2 separate regions of the Mus musculus genome follow, and region 2 is linked to region 1. Evidence: chromatin contacts called from public HiChIP or PLAC-seq data. All regions are on one chromosome and are shown on one strand. The core of a region is the stretch at or near the end of the contact, and the rest is flanking DNA. Distances in the headings are between cores, read along the strand shown.

Region 1 (6,157 bases), core at 2,500-4,999:
CCTAGAGGAGGGGTTATTGTGTCTGCTCCACGTGTCTTCCACGCGCCTCATAGAGAGGACACTGCCGCTGACCTTGTAGAAGGAAATCGTGTGCTAATTCCGAGGCAGAGTAGGCTTGAGAAAAGTTATGGACACACATGAAGATTCTGTGGGGGCTTCTAGCCCAGAAGAGCTGCCTTCTGCAGGAGTGTGGGTGTGCTCACCAACCCTTCATCTCCTGTGAACCACAGTGTGTGTGAGGGTTCACCTGGGTGACACACACAATCTCCTCAAACAGAAACAGCTGGCTGCAAGTGGCAGTTCTTTATCTTGCCTAATCATGGTGTCCCTTGAACTGTTTGGTCAAAGTTAAGGATAGAACTATACGTAAGTCATGGTGGTAAAGATACAGGATAGAGTACGCCTGTGGTAGATGCTGAAGGGATGAGTGTATATGTCTAATGTTTGGCCCTCTTTTTAAATTGGAAAGGTATATCTAGTGATTTTTTATTTAAAAAAATGAAAAAGTAAAAAATCTTTTGGAAAGCACTTATAGCTCTACCGCCTACAGATAATAAGAGTTAATGTATTGTTATGTTTCCTTCCTGTGTTTTAGAGCTTTGAAAAAAAATAGTGAATCATATCATTTACTCTATTTTCACTTCATTTTGTACCACAAAACAGTTTCTTAACACGGTAAAGTTGTATCATGGGATGTATCATATCTAACTAAATTAACTCCAACAGAAGTGTCTTAGGGTTTCTAATGCTATGATAAAACACCATGACCAAAAGCAACTTGGGGAGGAAAGAGTTTATTTCAGCTTATAGTTCCAATCACAACCCATTAGGAAGAAAAATCAGAGCAGGAAGTCAAGGCAGAAACCCGGAGGCAGAGAGTCAAGCACAGGGTTCCCGCTCACTGGCTTGCTCGAAGCTTTCTTGTATAACTCAGGACCACACACCCAGAAGTGGCTCCGCTTACAGTGGGCTAGACCCTTCCACATCAGTCATTGATCAAGAAAATGCCCCACGGGTATGCCCACAAGTCACTGTTATAGAACACATGGAGTTTCCTCTTCCCAAGTGAAACTAGCATGTGTCAAGTTGACAACACACTAAGCTAGTACAGTAGACGTCTAAATTATCCAAAACACCGTTGGAAACATCGTTACACATAAGCCTTTATCTGCATCTTCAGTGCTTTCTTTCTGTTTTTAATTTTTGAGATGATAATTACAATATTTCCCACTTCCCTCCCTCCAAACCCTCCCATAAAGTCCTCCCTCCCTCCCTCCCTCCCTCCCTCCCTGTTCAACTTCAAATTCATGGCCTTCTCTAACTGTTATCACACACATACACATACACATTCCTATGTATGACCTGTTCAGTCCACACAATGCTACCTGTGTGTGTTTCCCAGGCTGGCTATTTGGGACTGGTCAGCCAATTGGTGCATTCTTCCCTGGGGAAGGCGACTTCTTCAGCCCCACCTTTTCTCAGTTGCCTATAGATTTAGGTGGGTTGTTTTGTTTTGCGTTGGTTTGGTTTTTTTTTGGGGGGGGGAAAGGGGTGGTATAGATTTGTGGCAGTCATGGGAATCTTATAGTGAATAAGACAAATCATCACATTGCTTTCAAGATTCCTGAATTATACTCCCAGTGTGACTGGCTTCAATTTCTGATCCTTACTTTGGCATGAAGATTAAGGGCATCTGATCACCGCTGTCCAGGAAACACTGTCCAAACATTGTCCCCACCATTGTGAAGAAAACCTAGCACACATTACACAGCTAGGCCTGATCCTGGCTGTGTAAAGGCTAGGGGTTGATCACAGGACTTGTGCTTCTGAGTCTTCGAGGCAAAGGACATCCTTACTTACAGCATGGCCCCTTAACAGAGGCCTCACAGTAGTGTTCAGAGCTGGTGTGATATACAGCAAAGGCCAGATTTTTGTGTCCTTGGTGAATCTTTGGGTTTTTCTTTTTATCTTCTCTCTCTCCATTTCTGTTTTCATTTGTCAGCTAGCTGAATTGTCAATCCCTGCCTTGGCTCAGCGAAAGCTGCCAAGCTCTCTATGCCCAGCTGAACTAGAGACCTCATTTGCCCTCTATGGAGAATGTGAGGCATCCTGGGAGTTCAACTCTGGGTAGCTCGGGTGTGGTCTTTAACATCTCATTTAAGCTGCTGGAGTCCATAGCTCTTCCCGAGCAGGCTGATTAAGAGGCTGAAGTGTGTCCGCTGTAACCTTGATTAGGTAAACTTCAATGTCAGAAGAAATAAGACCCAGTGCATTCAGGCCTTCCTGACGTTCATGCTAGGTAATCAGGGTGATTTGAATTTAGCCAGGACTCATTCAGTGGGTGTGATGGAAACAAGGAGCAGCATCCTTGAATACAGATGCTGAGCAGCAGTAAGGGGGTTGCTTTTCTTCCTTGGCAACAGATTTGGTGCTGTTCCCTCCCCCCATTTCAGGGACATTGCCAGCACATTTCCCATTCATTACTTCCCAGAATCATCATTGGTTAGGTTTTTTGCTCTGCCCTTCGTTGGCCTTCAGAGTAGTGTATGCTCTCAAGCATCCACGAGATACTGATGCTCCTGGACACTGGTTTTATACAGAGGCTGCCTTCCTTAAAGACTTTTGGCAACTCAGGTATGCCGCCACCAAGTGGTAGACTACCTTAGCTCTGCTGGTGGGAAGGCGAGAGGCTCCAAATTGTAATGTTCTCTCCTTGGTGCATCAGGTCTCATGTTTGCCAGCTCTACTTTAAACACTTTTATTAAATACTAAAATTTAAGTAACCATAGATAATTACTGTTTGTCCACTACAACATAGGTTTACTACAAGTTTCCTCTGATAAATGTAGTAAATTCAAATAAAATACTGCATGTGGAAATGGCTAGCTTAGACATACAATCGCCAGCTGAAACTAGGCATTTTATAATGATGTTATTTGGGGGGAAATCTGCTTAAAGAACATAGCATATATGTAATAATCCCTACCTTTCTTTTATAAAATCGTATTTTGAGCAGCTAGAGAAAAGCAGAGCTCAGCCACCGGCTTGCCTTCCTTCGTAGCAGAGCAGAAGTCCCGTGCTACCTCTCAGGGCGCCCACAGCTTTCATTCACTCTCAGCAGCCAGAGCTGGAGAGAAAGGCTTCATTTGTCTTTTCAAACCTTTCCTTCTAAACACTGTTTTTCCTCTTTGCACTCGGAAGGCAAGAACATGGGAGAAACAGCGCTCCCCAGGGCGTTTCTGTGTGTTGCTATCCTCTACTGAGAGCCGTTTGCCCACTGTCTCATGATGTTCAGAGCTGCCTTAGATAAGATCTGTTCCACACTTCTCCCTCATCCGTCCAGTATTGGATGAACATAAATTGAAAAGGGCCATTAAGCCTAGTTTGCCACAGATAGCAGGTCTAAGGTCAAGTCTTTTCATGAGGTCAGATTGTCCATAGGACATGAGTCCTTATGAGTAGAAAGCGTTAGCAGGGTTCTTACTACTTGTCTCTAAGTTTGCAGAGCACCCAGGTAAAAGAGCCTCACTCCTAAACTCCTCAGAGCCAGTACTAGGGAGTCATGCCAGCCTGAAGTCACCAGACTAAGCCTCCTTCAGGACATCTCCTGTCCCCTGTCAAGCCCTTTTCCGGCGGAAGCATGCAGAAGCCTGGAGGCACAGGAGTGGCCTGTCTCCCTGAGGAGGTGCTGCTGCTCCTAAACTGAGCAAGGATGACAGACCGTTCTCCCAGAGCCCAGACAGAGTACTCTGTCGTCAGTGTGGTGACTCAGCAGGGACAGATATGTTTCCGGATAATATACTGATGTAATCCCAGTGTGTGTCCTGATGGCCCCGCCTCTTCTCTTCTCCCAGAGCCTCCTTCTCTCCTAACTCCCAGTTCTGTTAGGTCACTTGAGGACCACGGCTGGCTTGGAGAGCTCCAAGGCCCTCATGCCGGAGCATTTTCTCCCTCACATCTCTCATACTGTTCTGTCCACAGCTGGAATTTTATCTGTTCCCATCACCCGTCATTCGTGTGCTGGGTTTTGGCGTGGTGCCTGAGCCAAAGTCTGACCCCGGTGTTGTGACACACCCCATCCTGGTTCTCTGTGGGAAGAGAACATCCTTGATTTCCAGATTGGGATACCGGAAATCCAGGTTTTCTAACTGGCCAGCTGAAGAGAAACTCCGTGTAGTAGACTTGCAGTAGGGCCAGCCCTTCCTCACACTGCCCAGCCCTGACTACCATGGAGAACTTTATCCGTTCTGTGAGTTCTCAGGACAGTTGCTTACATACACCAATCCCAAGGGGTTTGTCAAATGATCATATGGCCCTTTCTGCTCAATTGCAGACTATTTGGGAGAGTTAGGGGGCTCCAGGTTTTGCCTTCAGGAAGGCTCATGGTCTGGTTGTATTTCTGGAATCAGGGGGAAATATTAAACCAAAATGTGTCCAGCTTACTAGTCACATGGGAACTCTCTCTTGGCCTGTTACTCACAGGTGTGATTAGTAATTATGTTGCTTTCTTTAGGTTAAAACAGGTTTTTCCATCCTTCAGACTTGGTCAGACTGGCAGGTGAAGAGAAAGTGTAGGTGCAAGGCTCTGGTTTGCTGCAGAGGGAGAGGGAGGCAGAGGGGAGGACAGAGACATCAGTTTCCAGATTGTTCTTTTCTTTCTTTCCATCCACTGCTTTGGTGTCCATTTCCTTTCTGCTTCATGTTCTGAGTAACAGGAAGAAAAGGAGAGAGGTCATGCCCTAGGCAACCATGTCTGTTCCCATCCCACCTGCCCCTGAACTTGCGGCCTCCTAGCCTTGCAGATGGGCAGTGGCTGCAGTGTTCCTGAGTGTCCAAGGCAGTCTTCTCTCGGAGAGGGCAGTTCCTTCTTCCACCACATCTTGGGCCAGCTGCCGCTGCCAGTGTCCTTCCTCCTTTGTGAACAGAAGCTCCTTCAGAGTCCAGCTGAAAAGACCTTGCTAATGACAAAGGCTGCATGGGGTGGTGCCACAAGCTGGATGGCCTCTTGCAGGAGGAAGGGTGGTTTCTCCTCTGGGAGGCTGCATGCCTCCACTGCGCCCACCCTTCTCACACTGGTCCCAGAGCTCTTTGCAAGTCCCTTTACCAGGACTCTTTGAACATCTTCAGGATGGATAATCTTTTTCCTTTCTGGCCATACTTCATTTGCACATGTATGCTTGTTTAAAGGTAGCTTTAGAGATGGTGGAAGGATGAGAAGTTCTGCTGAGGACTGGGCCTTTGAGCTCCCACTTGATGATGGGGCTTGGAAATGCTGGGTGGAACCCTAAAGCCTGGGTCACTGCTGTTTAATATTCCACTTTTCCTCATTCAGGAAGAAACACTGAAGTGGCCACTCCCTGCTCCTGGCTTTTGTAAACAGACTCATCTGGGTGAAATTAGGTAATGCGTTTTAAAGAGTTAGAAAGCACCAAACTTCCTTAGTTGCCTTCTGCTTCTGGTTTCCCTGAGTATCTGACCAGAACACTAGTCCTGCCAAACCTGGGAGTGCAGCTGACAGGGCGTGCGTCCTTGTCCTGGAAGTGGACTGAAGCACAGTATACCTTAAATGCCTGTGCTAGAAGCAGTGGGGGCAGGGGGGAGGGGCAGGACAGCCCCACCCTACACCCTTCAATCAGAATCATCCAGGCTGTACAGTTTTGTAACATTGTAACACAACAGCTTACAGACTTGTATTAGTCTTCATTCATAGCTATCCTTGGTTGTTTGTAGCACATAGGCTGCATGTTACATTTAAGGTTATACATTTAGGGTAAAGCATCATCTTGTACTATACCCAGCGTCATCCTCTGACCCTCATAGAACAAGATTCAGAGACAAAAGATAGTTTGTTGCATGGCATAGAAAAGACACCAGCTGGGGATGAGATGGCTCAACAAACATGATGACCTGGGTACCATCCACAACATTTGCATTAAAAAAAAATGGAAGCAGAGAAAAGCTGATTCTTGGTGCTCTCTGGCCAGACAGCCGAGCCTATTGGTCACGCTCCAGGCTAATAAGAGACACTATCTCTAAAAAACAAAGTGCATGGGTAACCCTGGAGGAGAGATAACTGAGGCTGACCTCTGGCATCCACACATAGGAGCACATTTATGCAGGTGCACCCTGTTCCCCACATACATGGACATGTGACTAT
Region 2 (7,175 bases), core at 2,983-5,482, 94 kb before region 1:
GGTGCTTCACAGCAGCCCACCCCTGAGCCGAGAGGTCCACCAGCCTCTGCTGCCTTTTGTTTTCCAGGTGAAACTCTCCTTTCCCCACATGGTGTGCCTTTATTCCCATCTCCTGGACATCCTCAGCCTAAATCCACTAAGTCCAGGTCCAATCCCTTATGTGTGGAAGCAGCCATTCACCCTTTAAACAGTATTATGATTTTTTTTTACACCTTGCTTGACACTTTTTGTAGTGCCTCGCTAATTATTAATCTTCACATCATTTTATCTTCCTAGTCATAAATTAATTCAAATCAAAGCGTCTTTCATATACCACTGCCTTCTGTACCACCCAGTGCGTGACAGATGTTGGCTGCTGACCACCGGGTCCTATGCTTTCTGTTCACTGCACTCTCGGGATGGTCATAGCTGGTTCTTGCTTCAGCACTCTTCCTTTATGAACCCTGCCTATTTTCAGCTGTTCAGCATCTCTGTACATGTTCTTTTCCGGAGTCTCTGCTCACACCTCCCTTTCTTAGCTCAGTGTCTCAGAGAGGCAGCATGGGCTAGTGGAGGCTCTGCAGGCTCAGGGTTTATACCTCAGTTCTGCGGCACAGCTTTGAGCAAGTTTCCCAGTCTCCCTCATGCTTTGCCAAGTCCCTACCCCACTGTTCTCAGCCCCACCTTTTCCAGGCAGCTCTTCCTAAGTATTCCACAAGGTACTCAGCTCTACCTTCACCTAAACCCTGTATTGTGTGCAGTGTCAAAGACATAGGTGTTGTATGTGAACGACTGTTTGGTGTGAGTCTCTCCATTGAGAGGTCAGGCGCCTGAAGCCCTGAGATGTGAAATTAACCTGCCATGGTCTTCCCAGAACAGGCCCAGTGCTGAGCCAGGTCTTGCACACAGCCCCAGGTCACAAGGATATATCTGTCATCACTGAGCTGGCCCCTGCATTCCACTGGCACATGTCTTGCTTCAGCAAGGGGCCATCACCTCCTACCCCTCCCCATGCTCCTGCAGGTGACGGTGAACCTAGAGGAGCTTAGAAAATACTTACTGGCTAAGCGTCTCTAAGCATGTGAGCTCTATCCCCCGTGGTGGGCTCTTATGTTCAATCTTATATTATGTGTCCCTTTTTGGTATCGGTACGAGTCTACTTATACTGAAGGTTAATTTCAAGCTTCCAAACAAGGGCTTTTCTGTGGTTCCTGGGGCTGTCCTCATAATCTCCTAACTGCCCCCTGAGAGCAAATGCTGTGGTACATGCATTTGTGTGAGCCTCTGGGGGTGAGGCCTGCAGGTGCAGCCTCAGCACTGCTGTGCACCCCACTTTGCCTCCCACTCTGTCCTCCTCCAGCCTCCCCCACACCCGGCTCCACCCCCCACCCACTCCTGCGCCATGCTGCTTTCCCTGCTCCATGCTGCTCTTCCTGCTCTGGCTAAGAATAAATCATCACGGTTGCATAGCAACCAGTTTGGTTTCCTATACTCCTCCTTCTCCTCCCACAAAAGTGCTTCAGCTCTAAATTTAAGGTAGTGTGTCAGGAGGTTCTGTTACCACACAGAGGCCCTGGAACCCCCGTCTTGCTCCTCTATAGCAGCTGGCTCTATGAAGATCGGAACTGTGGCTGCTTTGTTCACTGTGCTGTGTGCGCCCCCCCCCCCCAACCGTGGTACAGGTCGTGGTCCCAGGCACACACTAGGTATTTAATATATACCAATTTGATGGTGAATGGATGAATCATCTTTTTCAGAATCTTACAGTTGAGAGGTGCTCCTGGGAAGGGGATATCTCAGATGGGCCCACAGGGTACCTCTTTGGTCCGGATGCTACCCTTCTCCTTTCCACCATGTGTGCTCTCATGTCTGCCTGCATTTGGACGATGATGTTGCTTTTCTTTTTCCTCCATGCTGATGGTTTAGGCAAGCCACACAGTTGATGGAGCCCCGTAGGAGGAGCTAGTCAGTTGGGGCTTCCTGAGTCCTGCATTGGAATGGAAGTCAGTCAGATTTAACTCTTTGGTGCCTTCAGGAAGATGAGCCTCTGTGAGCAATGGTGTCATAGTTCCCTGGGTTTGAATCTTGACCCTGCTGCTTGCAAGCGGGGATGGTCTGAGTACAGCCCAAAATTTAGCTCATGAATTATAAGAACTGAAGGAGGGAACCTACTAAGAAACAAGGGTCCTTTTCCATTTGGGTGTGGAGGCAAAATTATCCCAGAAAATGCCTGTTAGTGCTGGTGATAGAGCATCATCAATATGCAGGCAGGCAGACCGGAGGGAATAAAACAAGCAACATTTAGCAGTTCTGATGTTTCCAAAGCTTCCAGTGATGACTAAAAAGCTCCAAGTTCAGCAAGGAAGTCTGTGGTTTCCAACTGTTCTTAAAGCAGGGTAGATATCCTGAACAAGTACAGGAGTATTTTCTGATGTAGGGCAAGTCATGTGAACAATGAAACCTATTAGGTGGGTAGGAAGGGGAGACCCGAGGAGTGTCTGGTGAAGGTGCTTTCCCAGCGTCTAAGGCATTTTCTCTCTTCCTTTATTTTCCACCTTAAAAAAAAAATGTGTTGGATTTCACAGCTGATTCCCCAGTTTCCCCGTGTTCATCTCCTTCTAGATACCCCCACACAGCATCCAGATTATCTCAGTATGCGGCTCAAGGAGTGGGAAGGCCAGGATGCAGAGGGAGAATGACAAATTCAGGGGCTCCTCCAGGTCATGAAAGCATTGGGGTGGGGGTCTCTGACAGCCAAAAAATAATAGCATCCCCAAAAGGTATCCAAAGATCAGAAGCTTGGGCAGCCCCAAAATCACACTGCTGGTGTAGCTCATGAGTTCAGCCAACCTTTCCTTGCTCCTTGACACGGGGCGGTCGATACTTCATGAGGCCTTGAGTTTGTTACCTTTGTCTGCCCTCAGTAGGCAGCTGGCATCTCTCATCCCCGTCCCTGGCCTCTCTGCCCTGGAAGTCTGCAGTCTCAGACACGATCTTGGACTTAGAAGCCTCCAGAAAAACAATCGATGAACAACCATTAGATTAATAAGAAATAAATGAGATGAAGTGTTCGCATCCTGTGTGAGCAGAGGCCAGTGAGGCTCAGGGGCCTTCTGGGTGTGCGTTTCAGAAAGCCCCAAAGTTTGTTGCTTGAAAAAGGCAAGGATGAAGCAAATCCATGCTTTCTTAGAGCACAGTATTTCAAAGCAGCCTCCTCTGCTTCAGACCCGAGAGAAGACAAAGAGGGATACATCCTGGCTGGAGCTTGAGGCTAACCCTTGGGAGAAGACCCTCTAGGGTAGGGGTGTGTAGGGACAGAAGTCAGGACCAGCTTCACATCTGCCCCAACTCCTCACCTATTAACCCAGTCATTTGTCTTCTGAGCATACATCTAAGGACCTTCTGAGTTCTTAGACTAGTCGCGTGGAATAATCTCTGCGACTGAGGTACAGGCGTGAGTGTTTAAAATGTTTTTCTGTCTGATTTTACTGTCCGGTCTGAGTAGCCAACCTCTTTAGAATGCCTGGACCTGACTTCCAGTGCAATTCACTGCCCTGTTTTGGTTAAAATTGTGCATACATTCCCAGTGACACAGTGAAGATGTGGCTTGCAGCCCTTGTGACTTGCTGGCACATTGTGACCCTTTGCATAGGTGCTTATTGGACAGCCATCATGTGCCAGTGTTGGAGTGACACTGAGAGATTAGCCTGACGGTATCCCCGGGAAGTAAATTAATAGATGTTCTCCGTTTGCTCGCATGTTTATCTAGAGAGGCAGGAGTTGATGAATGGCACTTTCTGCAATTTATTCTGTCTTTTCCTTCAGTAGAAAAGAAGCAGTGACCATATCTGTGCATTTCAGTTAAGTGGAGATGCATCCAGTAGTGGGGGAAAAAGAGAGACGAGGCTCAGACAAACAAGGAGGGATGCCAAGGGACAGAGTGTCCTCCTGGGGCAGGTCTTTACAAACGCACCCATTAAGTTGTCTAAACTGTGAAAAGGTAAAAGTAAATAATATGTCTGTTTAAATCTTTAGGTTGTCAGCAGGTAATTAAGCTCCCATGAGGTGTCTGGTCATATTCAAGGCCCAGTGGACATGGTCCTAGCACTGAGAGAGTTTGAATCTAAGTGAGGAATTGAAGTCAGGATGCAAAGCACAGAGACTTTAAACCTTGATTGTTAACGTTCCCCTGGCTGTCTTGGAGGAAGGAGGTGCCGAGTGGAGCTCCCTGTCCACTGCAGAGCTCTGCCAAATGCTTGCTGCCAGCTAGCGGTGAGGGGGACAGAAATGGAAAGGCTGTATTTAGAAACTTCACACCAGTTTGCAAAGTAACGTGTCTGTTGAATCTAAAAATTAAGAAATTAGAGCTTAAATGTTGTTTTTAAAATTAACACTCCTCTGGCAGTGTTATTTAATTTTTTCCACTAAAGTATTAGTTGATGACAGATTGTAATAAAAGAAAAACAACATAAAAATTCAAACTGATCATTCATTGAAGTTTCACTTGAGGAGTCCTGGGCTGAGGTAACTGGATAACAGAGATGTCTAGGCAGGTTAGAGAGGTGCCAGAATATAGAGAAAGACAGACAACTTGTCACTGAAAAGCAAGGAAGAATGTGCCTTGAAAACCCAGACCTTTTCCTGCCCAGAGTTCTAGGACCATAAATAGTTTTGGTGGATGCTGGTCTTTCTCATGTGCTTCGTACTAAGTTATTTATTGACACATTGGTAGTAGCACCTGCCACCAGCATCCTTTTGCAGCAGATGGAGGAGGACAAATTATGTGCCCAGGTCCTACAGCTAGGAAGTGGTGGCTTCTATTTGAGAACCAGGTATGTTGGATTCTAAGTCCTGCTGGTTTAACTCCCCACCTGGGCAGACCCTCCAGGTTACAGGGAGCACAGGCAATGTGCACTGAGCCTCCAGATATCCCAGAATTGGAATAAGGAACAGGCACTATACATATTCAGATGTATGGTGCACAGTATGACAAGTTCTCTGTGAGACAGTAGAGTGTGAGCTTTTGCCTGAAGTTTCTGCTTTCAGGTGTTTTTTTTTTTTTCTGTGCATATTTCCAGAAGTATTGGAGTGGGTAGACTCACCCAAGGTTAGGCCTTTTATTAGACTTTGAACTGTCACTGAAATCTCATCTATCTATTTAAAATCTTTTTTTAAAACCTGAAATAATTAGATCCATGGGAAGTTCAAAGAAACAGATGAGGAAGCCTGATGAACCCTCCATCCCGCATCCTTTCCTGTTAACACTTTACTCAATGAAGATACAAACTCGGAGACAGACATGGGTGTGATGTTCAGACTTACCCATCGATTTTGTCTTTTGTATTTTAGGAGAAGAATCAAGGATACCTCTAGGTGCAGAAAAAGTAGGCTTTTCTGGAAGCTGGGCCACATCGTGACGTTCTAGGGGACTAGTGTGACACTCTTATATATGAGTAGCATGTTATTTAGCCTCCTATCTTAGCATCTGAGCACCATGAGGCACGTGGTTTGTTCACAACAAATGCTTTGTCTTGAATGCTTGATTTACTAAAATGTGCATACAAGCATAATGGTTTCCTTCCATATTGCTGGGCATCCATTGTGAAGGGGGAGTGAGATTCTCCCACCTCTTACTGCTCTGCAGGGCATCACTGGAACTAGAGATGTGTGTGTTGGGAAGGGACACACACACACAGGAGAAGACACTGCAGTCTGGTATGGAAGCTACGTGACAAAGAAGTAGTTATCTCCACTGGGCTGGACGTGTTTGGTCAATAGCGAAAGGCCATCAAGAATGGAAGTGACTCATGAACTTGTAAGATGGCTTCAGTGCAAGTCTCTGCCTTGTGATTAAGATTTGCAGAACAGGCCATTACAAGAAGAGCACTGGAAGGCAGGCCAGGTTCTGGTTGTAGGGGGATTCTTGGGATCAGAAGCTTCTGTGGAACCTTGTTATGGAAGAACAGCTGTGGGCTTTGAAAAGACTGTTGGCTTTTTGATAGGAAAGTTTTTGGAAGCCTGATGAAGAGCTCCTAACCAGGCTGGTGAGGTGGCTCAAAGGGTAGAGAGCTGCCAAGCCTGACGACCTGAGCTGGGTCCCAGAACCCACATGGTGGAAGGAGAACCATCTTCCAAAAGGCATCCTTTGACCTCGACACCTGTGTTGTGACATCACTCCCTGATCAACATATAATGTAGTGAAAATAAGCCACTCAAACCCTCCTGTGTGACTTGTCTATCTAGGGAGCATCAGAAGTGAGCTCTTGGGTTATCTTTCAGGCAGCGTTTGGGGACATCAGCCCTGGAGAGGTGGGCTCTGATGTAGGCGACAGGTATTAGTTATGTTAATCAATTACTGAAATTAAGGAGACGATTATCACAGTTTCTATTCCAGGAAAGGGGAGCATGCATTGATTTAATTAGATTAATTCTGGGCAAAATAGCAAGAAAGGGGGAGGGGGCAGGTTCTTATGCGACACCACCTGAGGTTATTGTATATTCATACATTATTAGCTTATATTAATATAAGGGATGAATTCAAATGACATTTGCTCTTATTTCATTCTATCTGACAAGGAAGCCACAGAATATTAACCTCACATATATTTTTTTAAACACTCAGAGGAAACTCCGTAGTAAGACTAGAGAAAGGACTAAAATTTAATACCTACTGTATGTCACAATGTTTTATTATTTTTACAATAACTTTGACAGGAGGATATTATCTTTGTGTGTGTGTGTGTGTGAGAGAGAGAGAGAGAGAGAGAGAGAGAGAGAGAGAGAGGGAGGGAGAGAGGGAGAGGGAGAGAGAGAGAGAAAGGAGAGACAGGCAGAGGGGAAAGACAAATATGCAGAGACAGAGACAGACTGACAAACAGGCAGGCAGGTAGGCAGACAGACAGATGACTACTCACTGAGTAGCCCAGGCTGGCTTTGAACTCCAAATCTTCCTGCCTTTGCCTCCTGAGTGCTGCCATTACAGGCTTGTACCATCATAGCTGGTTTATCATTGTTACATTGTAACCAGAGAAACCGATACTTAGAGCAAAGAAGTAACTTTTTCTGAGGCTCAGCCGTTAGGAGCCACTTATGCTGGGCTTGGAAGTATGGGCAGCCCACTTCCTCTAGCCGGACTAAAGCCCATTGTGTCCTGAGCAGATTTCAGAACACCGTCTCTGTGATCACAGGTGTCAGTT

Evidence for each region. HiChIP or PLAC-seq counts read pairs in DNA pulled down with a chosen protein or histone mark.
Region 2: an H3K27ac HiChIP or PLAC-seq map of heart atrium shows a contact between it and region 1, with 7 read pairs. The contact joins two enhancer-like sites. A contact is called at or near these places in 3 of 484 Hi-C or Micro-C datasets (the N1E-115 cell line, cerebral cortex and nephron progenitors), 3 of 115 datasets of contacts at active chromatin or transcription factors (fibro-adipogenic progenitors, heart atrium and neural progenitor cells) and 2 of 9 other capture datasets (adipose tissue and pancreatic islet).

What each region holds. Positions count from the first base shown.
Region 1 is chr16:34,370,198-34,376,354 of GRCm38.p6, reverse strand. All of the region lies in intron 3 of Kalrn (kalirin, RhoGEF kinase), which reads left to right. Among named protein-coding and RNA genes, the nearest start is that of Kalrn, 140 kb to the left of the region's middle. Within about 2 kb of position 3,749, at least 71 of the 459 cell types and tissues checked have an H3K27ac peak or open chromatin away from gene starts, as enhancers often do. A contact at or near this core is called in heart atrium, where this site is marked.
Region 2 is chr16:34,463,903-34,471,077 of GRCm38.p6, reverse strand. The region is part of intron 1 of Kalrn (kalirin, RhoGEF kinase); the gene reads left to right. Among named protein-coding and RNA genes, the nearest start is that of Kalrn, 47 kb to the left of the region's middle. Within about 2 kb of position 4,232, at least 6 of the 459 cell types and tissues checked have an H3K27ac peak or open chromatin away from gene starts, as enhancers often do. A contact at or near this core is called in heart atrium, where this site is marked.